Linked DNA regions of Zea mays: region 2 is linked to region 1. A link is a contact called in public Hi-C data. All regions are on one chromosome and are shown on one strand. The core of a region is the stretch at or near the end of the contact, and the rest is flanking DNA. Distances in the headings are between cores, read along the strand shown.

What was found. Hi-C and Micro-C count contacts between places; a contact is called where the count stands out from the background.
Region 2: a contact with region 1 is called in a Hi-C map of ear, with 4 times the contacts expected there. The contact joins the enhancer-like site here to the promoter of LOC100383806 in region 1. A contact is called at or near these places in 2 of 25 Hi-C or Micro-C datasets (ear and tassel).

The regions. Positions count from the first base shown.
Region 1 is chr4:99,226,787-99,232,271 of Zm-B73-REFERENCE-NAM-5.0, forward strand. LOC100383806 reads right to left here and starts at 2,801. Exons shown (of 3, transcript NM_001176438.2): 1 at 1,693-2,801; 2 at 733-774. The coding sequence starts at 2,380.
Region 2 is chr4:99,674,417-99,679,901 of Zm-B73-REFERENCE-NAM-5.0, forward strand. No RefSeq gene overlaps it. Among protein-coding and RNA genes, the nearest start is that of LOC100282648, 180 kb to the right of the region's middle. Within about 2 kb of position 3,150, at least 18 of the 20 cell types and tissues checked have an H3K27ac peak or open chromatin away from gene starts, as enhancers often do. A contact at or near this core is called in ear and tassel, where this site is marked.

The DNA of each region.
Region 1 (5,485 bases), core at 1,551-4,050:
CCACCTAATAAAAATATATTGACCGAAATATGACAATATGAGACTCCTCAACAGTCTATGACAAAGCTTAAAGCCAATCTCACATAAGTTATATCAAAATTGAGTCATTTCATTATCTGTAATAATCAATTATTAAACTAAAACTGATCACTTGGAAGATTTAAACTTTGGAACAGTATCATACAGAAAGAAACTGATAACCGTGATTCATCCAAAACTGCCAATGTGGAAAAAGTTTGATGGACATGGTAACGACCAAAGAGAGCCATTTGTGGTTGCTTACACTTTCGTATAAGCTGGCAATCCAGCACAGTATCAGTTTGGTTTCGGCTACCCCACGACCACTTAGCAACACGACTTAATAATGTCTATTATAAGTTATAACAATGGATGGCTCATAGCTGATGATACAGTTCACACTAGTTATGCAGGCAAACCGACAAAGACATTCTATAGTTCTCTTCAACTGAAGCCTTGCTGAAATTTGAAAGTTCAAGTGCAAAGTGAATTTCAATAATGAGAAGTTGTGCATCTGACACATGCTGTAATTATAATTGCTGAAAATACCATATTCATCACTAACACAACACTAAATTAGTGATATGCATACAATAGGCTAATGAACACAATGGAACAGTAAAGTTCGTCGGCGATACTAAAAGATCTGGAGTTGCAAGTTAAAAAAATATAAAGGAAACTAGAGAACAGTAAACGAAGTAAAAGTTCATGTACCTTGCTCAGCACTCTGTTGTTGCCTTGATGCCTCGGGCTTCTCTGAAATGGAAAATTGAAGCAATTACTCAAGACAAACCAGTGGACTTACGAATGAGATCGACAATAGAAGAAAAAAGTACATCAAATGAACACAGTCGGGAATAAGAGATGAATCAGAGAGTCACTCAAGCTCCAATCTCAAACTTAAATTCCAGCACACCAAAATGATAATCAGACCGAATCATCCAGGACCAGAACAGCAGCTAAATTATTCCATTTAAAAAGTTGATTGCGGATGTTCCAAGAGAAAAAAATAAAGAGGACCAAGAACTTGAAATTTTCCACCCCGTTAAAGCACCAAAATAAAGAACACAACATACATCTAATAACAGGATACTTAGTAGGACGTCCAATCAACAGCATCCGATTTGAAGGAAGTACTTGTGCTTACAAGTTATGAATGAATACCTCAACTTAAGCATGGTCAAGAACCAGAAAGGCTCCAACCTTTTACCTCAAGTATAAACAGCGGCAAAACGAATTCGCAATTAAAATTTTCTGATTTTATAGTATAAGGGCATGTACAGTGGAGAGACACCAAAACGGTTCTCTAAGCACAGGAGACAACTAAGAGACTGTATTGTACAATGGAGTGTCTACAAACGTAGTCTATTAATAAATACAGAATTAAATGTATTTGTATAGCATCAAATCGATAGAACAGACGACAAATTCGTACAGTGGGAAGTGAGGCGTCTGTTGCTACTTGGTTTACGAGCCAGAGGCGTCTCTTCGTGGAGAGACGACTCTAAGATTTTTTTGCAAATAACCCCCTTAAACACCTTAAAAGCCTCCACATTAAACACCACTGTACATGCCCTAATATAGCACCAAAAAATTAATGAAGCACCGAAACCCAGACAGTGCAAGCACCGGGAGGCAGCAAAAAGGCGAAGCGGAAGTCAACGAGCAGCTCACCAGATACAGGCACGGCGATGACTGGTGGTGGAGGGGGAGGTGGGGCCACCGGCGGTGCGTCCTCTTCTTCCTCCTCCTCATCCTCCGAGAACAAGGCCTCCTCCGTAGCCGGGCGGCCACTGTCAAATACGGCCTCCGGCACCTCCGCCTCCTTGTCCTCGTCGACGCGCACCGGCGCCGGCTGCTCCGCCGCGGCATTCCGGGCGGAGCGGCCGTCGACGATCGCGCGGCCCCGGCCCTCGAGTATGTCGTACACCTCGCGGTCGAAGAAGCCCGGGAGGCGGCGTTCCCTGCGCGCGTCGTTGCGCATAGCCCAGAAGGACGGCTCGCGCGACGCCGCAGCGGCACGCTCCCACTCCTTCACCTTCTTGTAGTCTCCGGCGAGGTTGCTCCAGCGCTTCCGGCACTGCACGGGGCCCCGCTCGAGGCCGTGGCGCCGGCAATACTCTGCCACCGCGGCCCACTTGGGCTCCAGCGCCGCCACCGCCGAGGCCTCTCCAGAAGCCGCCGCCGCCGCCGCGCGGCCCCGCGCGCCGCGCCCGCCGCGTCCCTCCACCATGCGCTTGCCCTCGATGAGCACCAGTATCTCCTGCCGCGTCCACCGCGGCAGCCTCGGCGCGCGACCTGACGGGGTGGCCGCTGCCGCAGCTGCTGCTGCTGCGACGGCGGGGTCGCCGGCGGTGGACATGGCTGGGGCTGGGCAGGGGCGGGTGCTTTTTGTGGCGGAAGTTGACGTGACGGCGTGAGGCTGGTGATGTAACGGAGAGTTAACGACGGTAGGAGAAAGAAAGAGCGGAGGGGAGGGGCGGGGGCGCGTGGGGGAGGCGGCGGAGAGAAAGCAACGAGACGGAGGCCGAGAGAGAGAGAGAGAGAGAGAGAGAGAGAGAGGAGGGTGAGGAAGGATTGCGTTGTCTTACTTTAAGCAAGGGGATTAGGAGCAATGGCGTTTAATTAGGCACAGACTCATGTGGCTTGTGATAGGAGTAGCCAATTCTAAGTGGTCAGTATTTCTCCCCGCCAAGTCATTCCCGCCTTTTGGTTTCTCATACGCAACTATTTTTAATATAAAAATATCTAAGTTTGTATGTGAGCTGAATGAAAGAAGAGATAAAACCACAAAAGAAAAGAAAAGAAAAGAAAAGAGAAAAGAGAGAGAGAGAGATAGAGCTAGAGGCAGGCTAGCAGAGAGAGTGGATTTTAGTTGGAGCAGGGGATAGGGAATCGGTGCCAATACCAAGTGCCCATGCATCATGCGTCCTCCAATGTCCACCATGATGTAACAGGCAAAAGGTGGCTCAATACAAGGGGTTTTCTAGGAGAAAGAAGAGGTGGGGTGGTCTTCTTGCGACTGCAAGGAGTGCTGGTGCCTTAATTTATTGTGTGATTAGGACCTGTGGTTAGATCACAACAATAGGCCGCCAACCTCTGATCCCAACGGTCTCCGGACTTTCTCTCTCTCCTTTTTCCAATCGATTTTGGGCATCCTCATAGTAAGAAGGCACCTGAAAGGAATGGACAGGACTATTTTGTGTCTCTACGTGTCCATCGTAGATGCTTCGTTATGTGCTTATTACTAGGGTGTTTGGTTTAAGGAATGAGCTAGTCCATCATCTTCTCACTCCTCACTATTTTTGTTTGGTTTGTGGAATGGAATGAGTTGATTCATCACCACCTCATTACTCATAGTTAATTAGTTAGTACTAATATGAGGAATAAGGTCATCCCACATGATGCACCACCTCAATTTGGATGTAGTGATTCCTTAAACCAAACACCCCCTACATGTGTCGTTTAGACAAAACGGTCTCCCCAGTGGATATGTGCTAGAATTTTTTTATTTTTCAATTCTACTCTTTTTATAACGTATAAAAGCAAGCTAGCTAAGTAGTTCCGTTCTGTAAAACATCTTGGGTGTGTTTGCCTATGACCCAGCAGCGTGACTGCGTTCCCGGCTGTAGCTCGTGTGTTTGCATCGTCTGGCTTGCTCGGGAGCCAGGCTATTCGTGTGCAAATTTAGCCTTTTATTCTGGTTCACAGAAACGAGATCAAGTTTCGTTTCCTAGGAGTAGGACTGGGCATTCGGTTCTTCGGTTCGGTTCGGTTCGGTTCCTCGGTTCTTGTAGAAATTCGGTTCTTCAAAAACTAGAACCGAAATAGCAAGATAAAGAAATCAGAACCGACTAGTTCGGTTCTCGGTTCTTCGGTTCGGTTCCTCGGTTCTAACCGAACTTTAACAGCCACTCTAAAATTATGAATAACGACAACTTTTGTGAGAAATTTCAGCAACATCTCCCCACAAACAACGACAAGTGCACAATGACTATAATTTCATAGATAATACATGGATGATTAGAGGTTCAACATAAGTCGATAACACAACATCCGAAGTTACAAACACATGTAACAAATTGAATCTAATACTTTTGGGTTTTTCGGTTCTTTCGGTTCTTTGGAGTGCAGAACCGAAAATATCTCATTTATTTCGGTTCTCAAAAAACCAGAACCGAATTTCATAACGGTTCCTTCGGTTCGGTTAGTTCGGTTCCGGTTCTCGGTTATTTCGGTTCGGTTCCTCGGTTCCGGTTCTTTTTGCCCAGGCCTACCTAGGAGCATGGCTAGTCGTGGTTAGGGGTGGATAACGAGCTAGGTCGACTCGGCTCGTCCGAGTTCGAGCCGGCTCGTTAAGCTAACGAGCCAGCTCGGCTCGACTCGTTAAGGTAACGAGCCACAGAGTCAACTCGGCTCGGATCATTTACGAGCTCAAGCTGGCTCGTTTAGCTCGCGAGACACAGCAGAAAAAATAATATGTACATAATAATTATTTTTAGTTAATTTCAAACTAATTTAACAATAGAAAATAGTAATTATACTCATAGTTTCAGACACCACGTCAATGTAACACCAAATTAGCACAATTCATCACTCATTAATTCACAGTTCACATACATGTTCATCAGTTTAATCCATAATTATATATGCATAGACCAAATTAACACATAGACATAGTTCATTAATCATTAGTTTAATTCATAGGCCATAAACACCTCACATATATATATAATACGTTCATCAATTATTCTGTAAATGATATGCATATAGTTTCGTTTTGTTGTAATATGATAGCTCGTTTAGCTCGCGAGCTGGCTCATTAACGAACCGAGCTGGCCCGTTAACAAACCGAGCTAGGATGTCAGCTCAGCTCGTGAAAAAATTCAAACGAGCCGATCCGAGCCGAATCGAGCTGACCATGAACCGAGCGAGCTAGCGAGACACGAGCATTTCATCCAGCCCTACTCGTGGCACAAGGCTTTCGCTTTTAACTAGTTTTAGCCTTCTAGCCCGGCTGCCTACTGGATGACAAGCATCAGCTCGTCTGAGCCAGGCTCATATGGTACAAGTGCGCAAACAAAGTGAGTTGCAGTAGGCGAGACATGTTAGCTTCAACCTGAACCAGTTAAACGGGCCAAGCCGGCCAGGGACAGGGTCGCAAGCATCAAGCATGCCCCTTGTCTATCCTCAGCTCCACATGACAATGCTTCAGTGCAGTTATAATATTTGTAGGCAAAAAAAGGAAGAAAAAAAAACTATGTAGTTTCGAAAAGAAGAAAAAAAGGAATGTTGTGTATATATGCCCACAATGTTGCATGGTATGGTACCCTGTTGCCTTTGCAGTTTTGCACTATATAATATTTGTAGGAAAAAGGTTCAAACAAGATAAGCTGAGACAACCAGAAACATGTAGCTAGAAAAGCCTAGCGAAATCGGGCGTGGCTAAGGTTCAATGACGCAGAGC
Region 2 (5,485 bases), core at 1,900-4,399, 450 kb after region 1:
GAGATCCAGGCGCCGCCGGCGATCTTCCGCCGCCCCTGCGCACGCGCGGACCGTCCGGCCTAGAGCGCGGACCGTCCGGCCGTCAGGCAGGGAACCCGAGCCCCTGCACCAGGTCGCGGACCGTCCGGCCCTGTGCCGCGGACCGTCCGCGCCTGACCAGAGAGCACCGCCGCCTCGCGCCAGGTCGCGGACCGTCCGGCCCCAGGCCGCGGACCGTCCGCGCCTGACCAGAGAGTACCGCCGCCGGTTCTTCTTGAGTAATTGGCGCTCCGAAAAGGCGTCAACACCGCACAAGCTAGATTTAGATGTAACGGTGACCTCTACGATACATAGATCGAGCCTCTTCTCTTTCTCTATGCTCTATAATTCTAGAATCTCTCCGATCTCCTCCTCCTCATGGTGACCAATGGACTTGTGACGCATGACATAATCTGAATATTTAAATAGCCACCGAACAGGCACAACTAATTCAGCCACTGTGAAAACCCCATCTCATCAAGTGAGGCGCATATCTATGTAACAGTGACACACTCACGTCCATCAAGTGCGGCCGATGCACAACCATACGAATCGATCGGACCCGGCCCAGCCTCATGTCCTGTCACATGCAGCGATGTTTATTAGTTGTCCGTGTGCATCCCTCGTGCTTTTCACCGCTCACCCTGAACACGCCGCCGTCGTAGGACAAGACAAGCGTGGCCGCCGTGCCATGCCGACGAGGAACACCCCATGGGTTCGCAAGATTTCCTCCTGATCTCAAGCCGGCCGGGAACACAACTCCGAGGTGGACAGCATCGATCCGACGATCCTCCGCTAACCATCAGATGACAGTTCAGTATCTTATTTACTATTGAATATATTTGCCTGTAAAGTCGTCTTTTCCCCGACTGCGACTAGAAAACCAAATCATATCATCACCACGTACGGTTATCGACAGTAGGTAATCATCATTAATTTTACTTGGCAAATTCATTTGTTCCATTATGATCTCTCTGAAGCAACTAGGTCGCAGACTGTTGTTTAAAGAGCATGCATGTACTGCACTTCATAACTTATTAGCATTATACTAATCTCTAATCATAGACGTTAACCAATGCTCTAGCATGTCCTAGAATATTAAAAAAATTATGTGTCCATTTAATACGTATAACTAGTTAAAATTAATTATATGTATTCTCTTCCGATCTTTTTTCTAACACATAGTTATAAAGTTTTATATCAATTACTCGTTTAGGCTCCGTTTGGATCCTTGGAATTGAATTTCAATTTATTCTCATAATAATTATTTAGACATAGATCAATTAAGTTAATATAGTTTTATGCAGATTATATTTGTGTACCACCATTGCCCATATGTGGGACATATTTATATGCTATATTTTCACTACAGAGGAACAAGATGAAAAGCATGTTATAAATTACAGAATAGAATCATAGCTTGGAGGTACATAAAATCATTTCCAACCTTCCACTCTATAAATTTGAGATAGGCTCTATAAATTTGAGATAGGCTTGTATTTAAACTTTGAAAAGTAATGGAATGTCAAATTCCAAACTAAATAGCCTACCTTATTGAGTAAACTTCAATTCCTTCAAAATGAAGGCATCCAAACACCCCGACTTGTTTAGATGTATGAGGATTGAAGGGGATACGCCCCTCAATCTCCTGCAATCACGACGCATCCAAACAAACCCTTATGCCTCGACGTGCACCGGTGGACCTAGAGTCTGATGACCATGGCCCTCCATCCGTCGTCGTTCCACTCCACTAAATCTAATTATGAAACTTATAAATAAACAAAATTATACATAATCAAGATCTATTTGGCAACAATGTTTCTCGAAACTATGGTTTTATAATACTATACTTTGCAATTATCATGATGATGCTATAGTTTTGCTAGCTCCATGAATATCATAGTTTTAGGAAACATTATTTAGATATAACATTGTAAACCATGATATTTAGACAAAAGCTAGGCATGTCATTAAATCTTTGGATTGGAGTGAAGTTTCTAATACTCAAAAAATACCATAGTTTAGAAACATAGTTTTTAGAAAAGCAATCAGACACCTCGTAGCATAAAATACTCTAGTATCCCTTTACCTCATCTACTTAGCCTACTAAATCATCCAGGCTCTGTTTGTTAGCGTCTATGTGTGCTTTCACCATTTGCACCACAACTCTACGGGTTTTAATCCATATCGTTTGATTCTAATATAAGTGGACTGGAGTGGATCATTAGGTATTAAGAAGGATATTAACTTTTAAGAGATCAAATCTTTCTCAATTCCCTCCAATCCATCTGAATTGTATTTAAAACGAACATGCCTTTAGTTTAGCTCTTCTTGCACTACTATAGGTACCGTAACAAATCTATAATTTAGCTTTGAACTTTTGATCTTGTTTGTTGCAGTTTCTTATCCACATGTGATGTTGAAACTCTAATACTATTGTATATTCAGCTTATATTTCCTTTTATGTATAATTAAAAACAAATTCTATGTTCTAGACTCGACAGTTACTATATTGTAACACCTCAAAACCCTATAGTTGTAATCTAGTACAACTCTCTGAAAGGATTTGAACTAAAATACCTCTTAATAAGGATTTTCTCACTTTCAAGTCACTTCTCTCAAAATTAATATCTTTTCTAATAAAAGAACAAATGAAAAGATCACTAAGTGAATGAAGTTATCTCTTTGTGACCTATACATTGATAGGTACTCCTTAAAGAAATTTAAGTTAAATCATACCTTAATAGAAACTATACAATAGAAAATTATTTCTCTAAAATAAACTATCTTTGTGCGAACTACATAGCTAGAAGCATTTGCAAAAATAGGATAATAAATAAATATGTATATAAAATATATAGTAATGCATCCATACTGGAGTTATTTTTTGGTGTATTTTGAGAGATTAACTTATATTTGAAATTGAAATTTAACCTAGAATCTACATAGAACAATGAAAACAGAAAACAAAAAAAGAGATACTAGAAACTGGCCTATTCGGCCTGATCGCTCGGTTCAGGCCAGCTTGCGTCTGCGCCTCGCCCTTGGTGCCGGCATGCGGGGCCCGTTGGGAGCCCGCTCACCCTATTGCACGCGCGGGGCATTGGGCCGCTGTCACTCTGGCCCGAACGTCACCCCCTCGCACTAGCTCGTCTCGTCACCGACCCGTGGGACCAGGATGCCAGCTGTCGTCCTCCCCAAGCTGGGTGTTGTAACAAACTCCAATGGACTTCGCTGAACCAGTCGCAACCGGGATCCCCGAGCCATGTAATCTTCCTTGCTTAGGTATAAATACCGTGCACCTATACCCGTTGTCCATCCAACAAGTTACCGTGGGATCCCGTCGAATATCGCCACCACCATGAAAATAGGGTTCGAGAGCCAGACCACCATTACCGTGATAAAGTTGAACCGTGGCCAGTGATGTTGACTTGTGGTGTCGCTTAGCCCTCGGGAAGCAATCAAATGTGGTCTCCTGTGTTCGCCTCAAGTAATAGCACCACTGGGGTGTGGGCTGGGCGCCCTGGGTCAACGAATTTCTCACCGAAGTTCATGAGGGCCGCGGAGCCATTGTCCATCGTGGGTAGTGGAGTCTGCACCGCAAAGCCAGGTGAGGTCTTATCCCATAGATTTGTAGTAGTTTCCGCCCCGTATAGCACCGATTGACGTGGGGTTTTGAGTCCCAGAGCCTCGAGTAGCGCGTCTCCAGTGGGGAACTATCGTAATCGCTGGGCGGCGCCGCCGTGTTGGGTTCAGAGGAGGAAGAAAGATGATGGCCGTTCATCTAGGTTTGGACGGCGTGGATTAGGACACATGTGTACCCTTTCGCGTTTTTAAATCTGAGCCACAGATCGGCAAAGAATCGAATCAGGTTTAGCTCGTGGCGTGGATGGTCTTTTGATCGTAGATCCGAAATCAAATGACCAGTGTTGTTCACCGGTTCAGATATGTCTCGATCTAATCTAGACCATTAGAGTTAGATCGGACAACTGCGAATCTGCGTACCCCTTCGTCGTGCTTCTGTTGCTAAATAGACCCTGTGGTTTCTATGATTCAACCCGCCATCCACTCCAGTAGGAAATCCATTACATATAGGTCCCAAATTTTACGATTTTCACCCCAAGCTTATACAAAATAATGGCCGTAGTCCGGGGAATCTTAAAATACCCAAAATAAATTTGGAAAATAGGAAGTGTAAAAATAAGTATAAAATCTTAGGAAGTTCGTATCTTCTCTATTTTAACTCTGATTTAATCCGTTCCAATTGCGATAGGTTCGTAATAAAATCATCTACACAATAGCATACATTATTTTGTTATATCACATAACTTTATAATTAGATAATTATTTACTTGTATAGTAAATTAACCTTTCTAATCAAAGGTAATCTATCCATAATTATAAACTAAATAAAGTATGATATTAAATCAAGTTATGATTTAGATTAAGGTTGAAATAGTTATTTCTTTGTAACATGTTTAAACTCACATGATTTATTACATAGAAGATATTATTACCATTTAATCACCTAAAACTTTAGAAAAACTATATTTTCTAAATCATAACTCTGATTTTAGTCGTTCTTGAACCTACGATCTAGTAGCAAGGTGTAGAATTTTCTTACGTTGTTTGTTCTCATATTTGGTGTAATGTTATTTTTATGTACTCTCTGTCTATTTGTATGTATTGCTACGAATAGAAGTGATGAGGACATCAACTTGTGATACCCAATTTGTAAAAAAATAATACAAAAAAGAGAAAGGTTATTTTCTTATTTTTAAGTGGGTGTTATATTTATTTACCATCACATGAGAACACTTTGCTTAACAAGAATAAATAGTTAACAAAAGACACTCAAATAACTTGTGCATCCTTTGGAGTTTTTGTTTGCTTGTGCAATAAAATAATAATAATAATAATCCTAGTAGAAATAAAACAATGACTTGAGATGAAGTTGAATCCTAAATTGAGAATTAAGGGTTTCAAATAGAGAAGGAAAGAGGAAATACTATAAAATACAAAATAAATTCCACACTAGTATGTTCAAGATGAGTACTTAATTTGAGAACAAGTTATGCTGCAAAATAAATTTGAATTCAAATACTAGAATTAGAAATGAAAAAGAGAAAACAAAAGGGGAAATAAAAAGAAAAAGAAAAGAGAAGGAAATTAGGAAAACCTTGTTTTGGGCCCAACTCCCTCGCAACCCATCCCCAACCTCCTGGCGCGGCCCATCTGACCATTAACCTCCGCGCAGCCCGTTTCCCCTTCCACCACGCGCGTGTCCGGCTGACGTGCGGGGCCCGCTGGCAGCCGCTTATCGCGCGCACGCTTGGTTCTTCGCTGACTACAGGGACCCATTGGTCAGTTGGCCGCCACGCGCATCGGCCCAAAATTGGACGCCGCTCCCGCTGGTCTCTGTGGGTGGGGCCATCGGGTCAGTGTCGCGGTCGTCATCTTCCCCATG